2 separate regions of the Triticum aestivum genome follow, and region 1 is linked to region 2. A link is a contact called in public Hi-C data. All regions are on one chromosome and are shown on one strand. Each heading gives the region's core, a stretch centred on a gene start, on an enhancer-like site or on the middle of the called end of the contact. The rest is flanking DNA. Distances are from core to core; before and after follow the strand shown.

What was found. Hi-C and Micro-C count contacts between places; a contact is called where the count stands out from the background.
Region 1: a contact with region 2 is called in a Hi-C map of leaf, with 4 times the contacts expected there. The contact joins the promoter of LOC123119854 here to the promoter of LOC123119853 in region 2. A contact is called at or near these places in 4 of 5 Hi-C or Micro-C datasets (leaf and an unstated tissue).

What each region holds. Positions count from the first base shown.
Region 1 is chr5D:125,980,361-125,985,666 of IWGSC CS RefSeq v2.1, forward strand. It overlaps LOC123119854 (callose synthase 7), which reads left to right and starts at 1,496. Exons shown (of 42, transcript XM_044539798.1): 1 at 1,496-1,617; 2 at 1,883-2,008; 3 at 2,571-2,668; 4 at 2,749-2,833; 5 at 2,931-3,047; 6 at 3,153-3,281; 7 at 3,420-3,509; 8 at 4,170-4,255; 9 at 4,353-4,485; 10 at 5,133-5,252. The coding sequence starts at 1,895. It overlaps LOC123119855 (serine/arginine repetitive matrix protein 1), which reads right to left and starts at 1,635. Exons shown (of 2, transcript XM_044539799.1): 1 at 1-1,635. The coding sequence starts at 777.
Region 2 is chr5D:125,817,823-125,823,221 of IWGSC CS RefSeq v2.1, forward strand. It overlaps LOC123119853 (probable bifunctional methylthioribulose-1-phosphate dehydratase/enolase-phosphatase E1), which reads right to left and starts at 2,163. Exons shown (of 12, transcript XM_044539796.1): 1 at 1,757-2,163. The coding sequence starts at 1,976.

The DNA.
Region 1 (5,306 bases), core at 246-2,745, 160 kb after region 2:
AAACCTGGAGGCTCGCGTCGGACGCGCACTGCCGTCGGCGGGCGGCGGCGGTGCCGAGGAGTGGGAGCGGCCAGTCCTGGCGCCACCCCTAGCTGATGGAGCGGCGCCGTTACCGCGGCCGAGTCCCCTCTTCTTCTTCTTCTTTGCCCCCTGCCGGCCTCGGCCAGCCCCATTGGTGTTGGGAGGGAAAGCTGGTTCGCCTCGTGGGGGCTGGTACCGGCGGGAGGTGGCATTGGGAGCTGGCTGCTGCTGCTGTTGGGGACGTGGAGGAGAGCGCGAGCGACCCCCGCGGACTGGGGAGTGGCTACTGTCTCGGCGACGCTGCGGAGAAGGAGAGCGGCGGCGCTGGCTCCTCCATTCCGCAGTAGGAGCAGGCGAGCGGGACCGGGAGCGGCCCCGGCGGTCAGCCCGACCCGGCGAGCGGCACGGAGGGGAGCGGCGGTCGGAGCGCGGCGGGGATCGCCGGCCGTCCCGTGTCGAAAGCTGCCGGCAAAGGTCGTCTTCGCGGCGCACTGCGTCGGGGGAAGGGCGCGCGGCGTCCCGGCGGTCATCGGCGCGACGCTTGGGGCGGGTCTCCTCGTCATCCCACTCGTGGGGCATAGGCGCGGGCTCAGATGGCGCGGCCGCAGATGGAGGCGGCGCACAGAGCAAGCGGGGCGGGGTGGCGGCGGGGAAGGAGGATGGAGCGACGGCTAGGGTCTCTGGAGCGGGTACTCGAACCCGATGCGATGAGGGGGGCCTAGGGAAGCCGGCAGGAGGCCATATCGATCGGCCCATCGGGATGGCCGGCCCACGCGAGGCCACGGGCGGGGAGGGCCTGCTCGTGCTAGGCGCGGCCCACAGGCCCGCAACGGGCCCAGGCCTCGGCCGGTCCGACTGGGTGCAGCCCAGCCAGCAGGGCAGGGAGGTGGCTGCGAGGGTTTCCCCTCCCGCCGCCACCGCCGCCGCGGCCGGCGCCGGCGCCAGGGACGAGGAGGGATCGAGCCAGGGGCGTCGGGGTGCGAGGCGGGGCGAGAAGCGGAGGGCAGAGGAGCCGAAAGCCGCTATGAATGGCCTGATGGGAGACCGGCGCAGGAGAACCGGAGAGTACGTCGGAGCAGTGACCGGACGGCGCGGCGAGGCTCCGGACAAGTTGGCGATGGCAGCGGAGGCGGCGGAGCGCCACGAGACGCGGGCACTCCCTTGGTCGGACCGCCCAGCGACACCCCACACCGGAGCGCGGCGGCGGCGAGCGGTCCGAGAGCCCAAGGCGGCCTTTTGGCCAGGCGTCGGCGGGGGAGCCGCCGCAGCGCGCCGGCGCGACCGCGAGAGAGGGCCCGAGCTGCCACGCCGAGGTGGCTGCTCGCTCTCCACGCTGGTCACCCCCAGACGAGCCGCGGGTTCCTGGCGCACGATCGGCCGGCCGGCGGCCTCGTCGTCTGCCTCAGCGAGGTCGGCCCAGCGCAGCACCGCGGCCAGCGCGGGGGCCGGGGGGGGGGGGGGGGGGGGCGTTCGAGGACGGGGCGGCCGCGAGGAAGAGCTCCGGCAGCGGGGAAGCCGGCGGCAGGGGCGCGGGCGGCGAGTCGCCCTCCGGGCCGCGGGAGCAGCTGGCTTCCTCCATCCTCCTCCTTCTTTCCGGTATTCACTAGCTGCACAATTTTCATACCCATACAAACATAAGATTGTGAACAACTATTTGCTGAGCAAACACTTAACTTCAAGGTCCTCAACCGCAAACCACCTAAATCTCAAACTGACATTGGTTCATTGCATGCTTAGTTTGTATCATGAACCAGTTTGTTGCTAGGCTGGCAGTTCTAGTGTCCATCTAGGTCTTACCTTCTCGGTTCCTTTCTCGTATATTGTTACGTCAAGCAGTGCATGCTATTCTGATATGAAACAGGATTTACCATGCATGTTGTACCAAGGTCGCAGATATGCCTACAAGAAAGTTCAAAGAATGGATCCATCATCCATCCAACGTGGGGTTCGGCAGTTCAAAACATACATGTCACTTAAGCTAGATCAGGTAACCATGTATCTGAACTTATGATGTTGCTACTACCCTTTCCTCACTGTGGCTGAAATCTTAGCATCACGCTTGTCAGAATTTTATCAACAATAAAAAAACTTACTGCATTTTTTTGTAGCTTATTCATGTTCTGGCCAAAATGGGAATCCATTGTCTGTTAACTCTTGTTTTAGTTTTCTTCTTAACCTAACACCATGCTAGTCTTCTTCTCTAATGCATATTTATGATATACATTTGTATTAGCTGTTTCTTAGCCTCACAAATGGGAGTAGACTGTGAGCTCCTCACAAAGGAGAGTAGACTGTGAGCTCATTTCAGGAGTCTGACTCATATGAGATATAGTATGTCCTTGCATTCTTTCATTCAGTTCGATATAAGAAAAGTGAATAAGTGATGCTGGACGTCTGATGTCTGAAGCAGACATGACCGTGTTGTGACTATGCTTGCAAACTTGCTTTACTGTGACTAAACTTACCTCTTTTTTTCTCCTTTTGAGACCTACCTTCTTTGTCATCTTCTCTTCAGTGGTGAATACCTGACACTATTCTATGTTTGACAGGATGACACGCAATTTCCTTTAAATGATTCAAAGGAGATCCAACGATTTTATAAGTACTACTGTGAAAATTTGAGCAGAACTTCTGAAAAACAGAACTTGTAAGACATAATACACTCATAATCAATTTCGTTTGTGGTGAACTGCTTTAATCACCTTCTTTTTTGTGTTGAAAACTCAGTGAGGAATTGGCTAGATATTACCAAGTGGCATCTGCTCTTTATGAAGTGTTAAGAGATGTAACAAACAACAAGGTTGATTCTGAGGTACTCCATTTTACATAAAATTGCTTTACATAAGTTTTCGTTCACCTGTTCCCTTGGTGAGCTTCTTCAACACCGTCTCCCAAACTTTGTTTTGTAGGTGATGAAACGTGCTAAAGTAGTAGAGGAAAAGAGTGCTCATTTCAAGAGTTACAAGTACAACATAGTCCCCCTCAATTTTCCTGGTTCTGCCGAACCAGTTGTGGAACTCCCGGAGGTTAGTTATAATTCCTAGTACTTATGTTTGCTCCTCCCACTCTTTCTACTTGTTTATGAAAATCTGCAGCAAGTTATGATCCTATTTGTGCTGTAAATGGTGTAGATAAAAAGTGCTATGGATGCAATACGTAACATAGACGGTCTTCCAAAGCCACACATGTCTTCAATGCACAGGGAAGGAAAATCTATCTGGGATTTACTTGACTGGCTTTCGCTAGCATTTGGATTTCAGGTAAATGATTGCTTTCCCAATTATGTTCTGATATTGTATCTGAGGTGATGGAATGTCATCCCGTCCAGTCTTACCGGTTCTCATGGTATTATGCTTGACAAACATATTTAATGTTGTGCTACATGCTTCCTTTTGTAGAAATCGAATGTGGAAAATCAGAGAGAAAATATGGTGTTACTGCTTGCAAATATTAGCACAAGGACCTCAGGACAGGAAGGGCATCCTTTGGTAAGATATATGTGTTGAAGTGTATATGTGGATTGCCTAGCCCTTTCCATCAGTTTGGACTCTTGGTTGCGTTGGCTAGCGCATGAAGCTTAACATAGTATGAGAGCTAAGGTCTTGAGTTCAAGTCCCCTTTGTGTCCACTTATACGCCTTTTGAGCCATACCTCCGAGTCTATCCACGTGTTGACTTCCCGTGTCACATCTGAGAGGGGTGTTGAAGTGTATATGTGGATTGCCTAGCCCTTTCCATCAGTTCAGACTTTTGGTTGCGTTGGCTAGTACATGAAGCTTAACATTATATCAGAACCTAAGGTCTTAAGTTCAAGTCCCGGCTTTCGCAATTTATCTAAAAATTGCTGCTGCCCCCCTTTGTTTCCACGTATAGGTCTCTTGAGCCATACCTCTGAGTCTATCCATGTGTTGGCTTCCCGTGTCACACGTGAAAGGGGGTGTTGAAGTGTATATGTGGATTGCCTAGCCCTTTCCATCAGTTCGGACTTTTGGTTGCATTGGCTAGTGCATCTTAACAATATGTTCCCTGTAGGTTTTGTCACAACCATTTTATCTTCTATTTTAAACTTGCCTATGCGTTGCTCAACAAAATCTTTTGCTATGGACTTATAATGTAAAAAATTGACACTGAGCTGGCATGGAATTTCAGGTCAACACTGTGAATGATTTGTGGGAGAAAATATTTGGAAATTATGAATCATGGTGTCGCTATTTGCATGTTAGTTCAAGAATTATGTAAGTGGTGCATGGTTTTGTGATTTTGTTTCATGCTATCACCATTAAATCTCCTGTTGCATTTAACATTTCTTAATACCATTGCTCTGTTTCTTAGGATCAAATATGATGACACAGAACTAAAGAAGCAGCAGCTAATGCTTCTCCACATTGGATTGTACCTTCTTATCTGGGGTGAGGCTTCAAATGTTCGGTTTATGCCTGAGTGCTTATGCTACATATTCCACCATGTAAGGCCCCCTTCAAAGGAATTGGCTTTTCTAGCTACCTTCAAATGAATATACTCATGCAATTGAGTATCTTACTTTAATACTGTAGCTTATTGGTTGTGATTGATCTATTTAAGTTACATGTATATGTTCCAGCCACAGTTAAATAAATTGTATTGTTGAACTGTTGGTATATGGGTTCATGATTCCTAGAGACTCCAACTTGCTCTAACAGTTTTATTTGCAACTTTTTTGCACTTTTGGTAATAGTGTGCTTGTTTGTAGCTCCTTCAACATTTACTTAACTGGCATGCCTCTTGTCTCACTGCTACTGATTTTAAGAAATACTCCCTCCGTCCGAAAAAGCTTGTGAGGGACAAGCTTTTTCGGACAGAGGGAGTATGAGCTATTTCATTTCCGTCAGTTCCATCACCTCAAGGTTGTAAAGAAATGGCTTTAATCACTGACCAGCTACCATGAATATGAATATCACATCATGGCCCAATTATAATTTATAAGCATGTCTCTTTGAATAGTACCATTTTACGAGATAATCATAAAATAATGAAGGTGGACTAGTATAGTTTACCATGAGTTTTACGTCCATTCAGCTAACCTGTTATTATACACAAAGATTGGCAATTCATGGAAGTTTTTTAATCTGGCAGATGGCAAAACAGTTGAATCAAATGGTTGAAGAAAGTTATTTTCAACCACCACCTGGGTTTGAGGCGGAGGGATCATTCTTAAACATTGTCATTGAACCTATCTATAAGGTTCTGCAGAAGGTGAGTATGTAAAGTTTGAAACACAACTAGATTATCCTTGCAGGAGAATATATT
Region 2 (5,399 bases), core at 913-3,412:
ACGGCCTAGTCATATGTCACAAAAGCACCAAGGGAGGCTTGATCGTTGACTAGGGCCATACAGGACTTTCCAAGGTCTCTAAACTTCCCTTCCTTGACGTCGGTCCAAGTCATTCGGGACTCGGAGAAATGGATAAAAATGGATGTATTTAAACTAAAATACGTCTAGATACATCCATTTCTCCGACAAGTATTTCCGGATGGAGGGAGTATCTTCAGAGTGCAGCCATGCAAAAGAATCTCCAGTAGAGCATGCGTCTACGAATGATAATATGCATTCGAAACTGTGAATTATAAGTCCGTACATGGAACATAATTTAGCTTCATGAAAATTAGAGCAGCACTTCTATGCTTTCCACTGTGTTTTTTACACAAATTCCAGAGCACTAGTGCTTAGTTATAGCTGAGGGCAAATTAGAAACAGTTATTCCACGTTAGACAACCTGCTTTCAAGCCCATGTTATGGGCTTGGGACTTGGGAGAAGCGGTGGTGTACATGGCCAGTGGCGTTGTGGCATCAATGACAACCATTACAATCACAGCCATATGTTACCCCCAATCTGCTACCATCAGTGGAGTAATGCGCGAGCTGGATGTGGACAGCACAAACATGATCTGAAAAAAGGTTTCGTCGCGTAGTTGTGCAAGCAGCAGTTGACATCACTCAGCTCGTCAGTCACTGGCAATGCAAACCCTAGAAGGCAGCCTCTCAGCAAGTGAGGATGCTGCTACTGAAACGGCAACAACAACGGTGAGATTTAATTACGAAGCCCTAGGGGGGCGTGTAGTTACTCACTGGTGCATTCTTTCGTCTCATGTACATCCGCCTGGCAACGAATGCAACCCAAGGTGAGGTGTTATTATCGTTAGTCAGGTCGTTGCTGTGGAATGCGCAGTCGAAATGGATATTGACTAATACCGAAACTACCATTCCTTAAATAAAACCAGTGAGATTCCTTAAATTGAGTTTGACGGTGTATGTGATAGCATCTACTATACCAAGAATATCAATGAACCCCATTCCTGCAATTGCTCAGGATACCCTCTTTTAGCTGTCAGGTCTATTTCTTAGTTCCAGATCCCTCTTGCTAGCTGAATAAAAGAATTAGTAGATCTGTTCACACGGCATTGCTCCGTCAAGCTTTCATTTGTATTAGAAAAAAAGAACGTCACAATGGTACAAAAGCTACACAGTCACTGTAGGTGGTGCGACCAAAAAGAGCAAAACCCAACTCTAAACTAACACCCTAAAAGGTAAAAACATAACCTTCTCAAATACTAATGCAATTTGTCCTACCAAATAGCAACCTAACCTTCCAAATGCCAAAGTCCAGCCAAGCTGATCAGCTATGTTATGTAGTTGACTTGCCTTGCCTTGCCTTGCACAAGAGCTATAACGTCAACTATGTCTAACAGGCTCGAGTACCACCAATCCCGTCATTAAACTACACACGCTAGCGGATAATTCTAGAAATCAGTTTTCAGTTAGCCATTTCACCAATGTGGACAATCATTGCAAGCTAGTAGCTGGGCAAACAATTAAGTGACGATAAGAAAGAAGATGGGTGGAAGGATCGCACGCCCACACTCGTCAAAAGTGCAATTCACCCAGCAAGCGCAACCTCGATTGAAAGGCCCCTTACCGACAGTAGATTCGCAACCCAGTTTGACAATTCATCGAACGGGATCGGCGCGTTGGGTGCGAGCCGGGAGAGCGGAAGCAGGGAACAGAAGTGGCGAGCGCATGAGTTAGTTACCGGACGGGGACATGACGATGAGCTGCTGCGCGAGGGGCACGGCGGGGTCGTTGGCCTTGACGGTGATGCTGCCGCCGGTGCCGGTGACCCACCCCTGCAGGTAGAAATGGCGGCAGAGCTCCGCCACCAGCTCGCGCGCCTCCCACACAGCGGCGCCCGCCAGGTACGCCTCCGAGGCCATCGCCTCCGCCGCCGCAGACTCTGCACCACCGGTCGACATGGCTCCCGTGTCGCTCTCTTCTCCTCCTCTCGAGAGTGGGGACTATGGACTCGAGTGGCGTGCTTCTGTGTGACGGAGTGTTTGGTCTTACTTATGCTCCGACAATCGGCGGCTCGATTAGTGCCTTCCGTTACTCTGATTAGCAGGAAACTGGGTTTCTATTGATTTTTATTCTATATCGATGAGATGCGTTTCTGGTGGTTCACGGGACGAGAATAATCGGGGAGGGGAATACTTGTCATCAGTACTCTGATTTTCTCGCGCACCCACTTTGCGGTTGTGTTCGTCGCGGAAGGGGCTAGCATGTCAGTGGGTAAAACTTGGCAGGTAAGGAAAATTCCGGTAAATCTGGACGGGACAGTCCTGGGAACTTAAATCTGCTTTGGAGTTCGGACCGGGGCTCGTGGCAGGTGAGGTCGGGCGGCATATTTCGTGATGGTCACCAAACATTTTATTTTATTTTCTTTTATTATTAGGGTATCTTCAAAGCCGACCCAAACCGCCCATAACTATTCGAACCGCATTAATTTCGTCAAGTGTCCGATCACGCAAATCCAATGCCCAGCCCCCATCGTTGCGGCCACCTGCGAGACGCTGAACTACCAGGTCACGGCCTCTCCATTGCTTACCTCGGACTGCCTTTGTCCACGAGAACGGTACTCTCATCCACCCTCATGCCCATGGTCGACAAGATTGCCAAGAAGCTTCCCACTGGGCGAACATCGCTGCTATCCCGAGGCAAGCGGCTGGCGCTTGTTCGGCACGTCCTATGTGTCATGCATGTTCACTTGTTACTCGCCATGGCCCTCAACCCCCCTCCACAAGTTGATCACGCACATCATTCATGATTTCCTGTGGCATGGACGCAAGGAGACACGCACCGGGAACTGCTCAGTGAGTTGGGCTCGGGTGTGCCGGCCCTTGGAGTTGGGCGGCCTCGGCATACGCGATCTCCAGTTGGCCGTGGTCGCCCTGCGTGTGCACGGGATGTGGCTGCAGGCGGCCATGGAGACACCTACCCCCTCCCTCTGACCTTGAGGTCAAGCAGATTTTCTACTCTGAGGCCGCTTGGACTTTGGGTGACGGCCAGACTTGCAGGTTTTGGACGAATCCATGGCTTGATGGTTCCTCCATAGACGAACTTGCCCCGCCTAGGATGGAATTGTCGCCTGGCCTATGAACATGCATTCCCGTGCCTCGTCTATTTTTCGACAAGGTTAAAGCACCTGTCGTCCGCAGATCAACGATCTAGTTCAGCTTCTCAAGGCACAATTTTGACGATGAACTAAGCTTACGTCGAGCTTCTTCGTCATATCATTTCACCTTGAACGACAAGATTGATTCCAAGTTGTGTCCTATATGTATTTACATTGACCTTCTACTTCATCATATCTTTCACTTGATCATGTCACCTTGCTATTATCTCGTTATGAAGCCCCTTTGATAATTTGTGTTGTCATCAACAACATCCTTGCCTTCATTTTGGTTATACCTTGGGTTCCTTGTTATTCCTGGATTTGTCCCTTGAGTATTTCTTGTGATCTTCAGATCCAATCTTTACTTGAAACACTGTAGTATTGCTACCTTGAAGCATGACTGTGATACTCCGAATATCAACAAGAACATTGGAAAGCGAAATGTTAAATGTTTCTTGATAAATTATCCAAACACCATTATATGGGTAAGCATCATGATTCTCCTTGCTCCTTTTATCTAAAGTTTTATGTACTTGTTGTCCTATCATATAAATCATGTTCTGCTTGTCCTTGGGAAGGATATGCTCCCAATACTTTTGTATAAACGCATTTTCCTTTTAATTGGTTTGTTTAACATTTCTTGTGATTTATATGATCCAAGCACTAACAATTCCCTGCTTATGAAACACATCGGTGTACAATTATGTCAGTAAGACCCTGTTAATATTGTTGATGACATTCCGATAACCACCGGTGGACAAGAACTTTGTCTATTGGTCTGCCTCATTTTAACGAGCAGGAGAATGGTTCTCTTCGTCCCCCACCCTTGGCACAGACGTCATTGCCAACATAACTGACTGACTATTCTCTAACAAACATTGTATCGTGATCACACAAGATCCCACCACCCTTCTTATCCATCATGGTGGTATGATTGTTGATCACTTTGATTTTGATCATCCTACTTATTCAGAAATACTCGAGTCCCAAATACATACTAGTGTAGTATGCTTTGCCTTTCTGAAGCACTTGAGACTGTATATTCCAGTTGCTCATGTGACCGATTATCACTCTACCTCAAGCCTGCCATTTTCTGAATTCCTTACGGAAACCCTCTCATTAAATATGAAGTTTCACGTAAATGGCTATGTGATCCTTGTATCTGAAATTACCCTTGCACTTGGCTTCGTATGCATTTTTGTGAGCCACCTTCCTTGAAATGATCCATTCCGGTATCATCATTCTTCGACACTCTAAACCCATCTCACATCACAGCTGGTGAAGGAGCCGTCTGAATCCCGTCGGACCGGGAAGAGGAGGAGGTGCAGCGTTCACTCTGTTGCCTTCGGCGAGGGAGGCAATCCACTGCCGGTTGCGCTGTTATCTTTCACCCAGCGTCTGTGCGGGAGGGCCTCTGACCCCTTCTTCCTCGCTACCATACGTAGTGTGGGCAGATCCGGCCTCCCGCCGCACGCCTAGCCACATCCCGACGACCCTAAAGTATAACTTTCTTTGAAACCGTCATTGCTCTAGCTGCATGCAGATCTTTTTCGATTCTGTAGTCACTAGGTCTTGGTTCAAAGAGGAAAGAAGGGGGGTGGAGCATGAATCTAGGACGTGGTTGAGTGAGGAAACGAGGGAGGGAAAGTAGTATAGACTGGCTATCCTGTCGCTTTGTTGGTCGAAAAGGGAAAAAGGCGGTAACCTAGTACACACATCTGTAAGGAACCGATCTCTTTGTTGAAAAAGGAAAGAAACTGGGTGGTCGGGGAGTTTGTGCAGGACTAGATTTGCTGCCCTCACATAGGAAAAATGTTCAAAAAGAACAAATATGGGACCAACACAGATATGCTGCTTGGCAACATACTCTGCATCACCCATTTATACGTGTGGAGGCACATGGTGCTGGCATGTCCCATGTCCCATACAAATATTTTGTTGTTGTTCTTAATCTAAGAGTGCCACTGGAAAATTGAAGCAATGCCACTGTTAAAAGTAAATTACATTTTTAATGAATGTTATTTTAAGAGAATGTCTATGTTAATATGAATCAATGCAACCGTTTTAGAAATGCTACTGTCCTACTTTGTTTTCCATCAAGATAAGGTAGATGCTTCTTTTTGTGGCCATATGATTCATCCTCCTTTATTGGCTAGTAATTGTTTCCTTTTTTACCTCTGTGAAAACATGGATATCTATTCAACTCGTTGCTATTGCGACCTTTTGC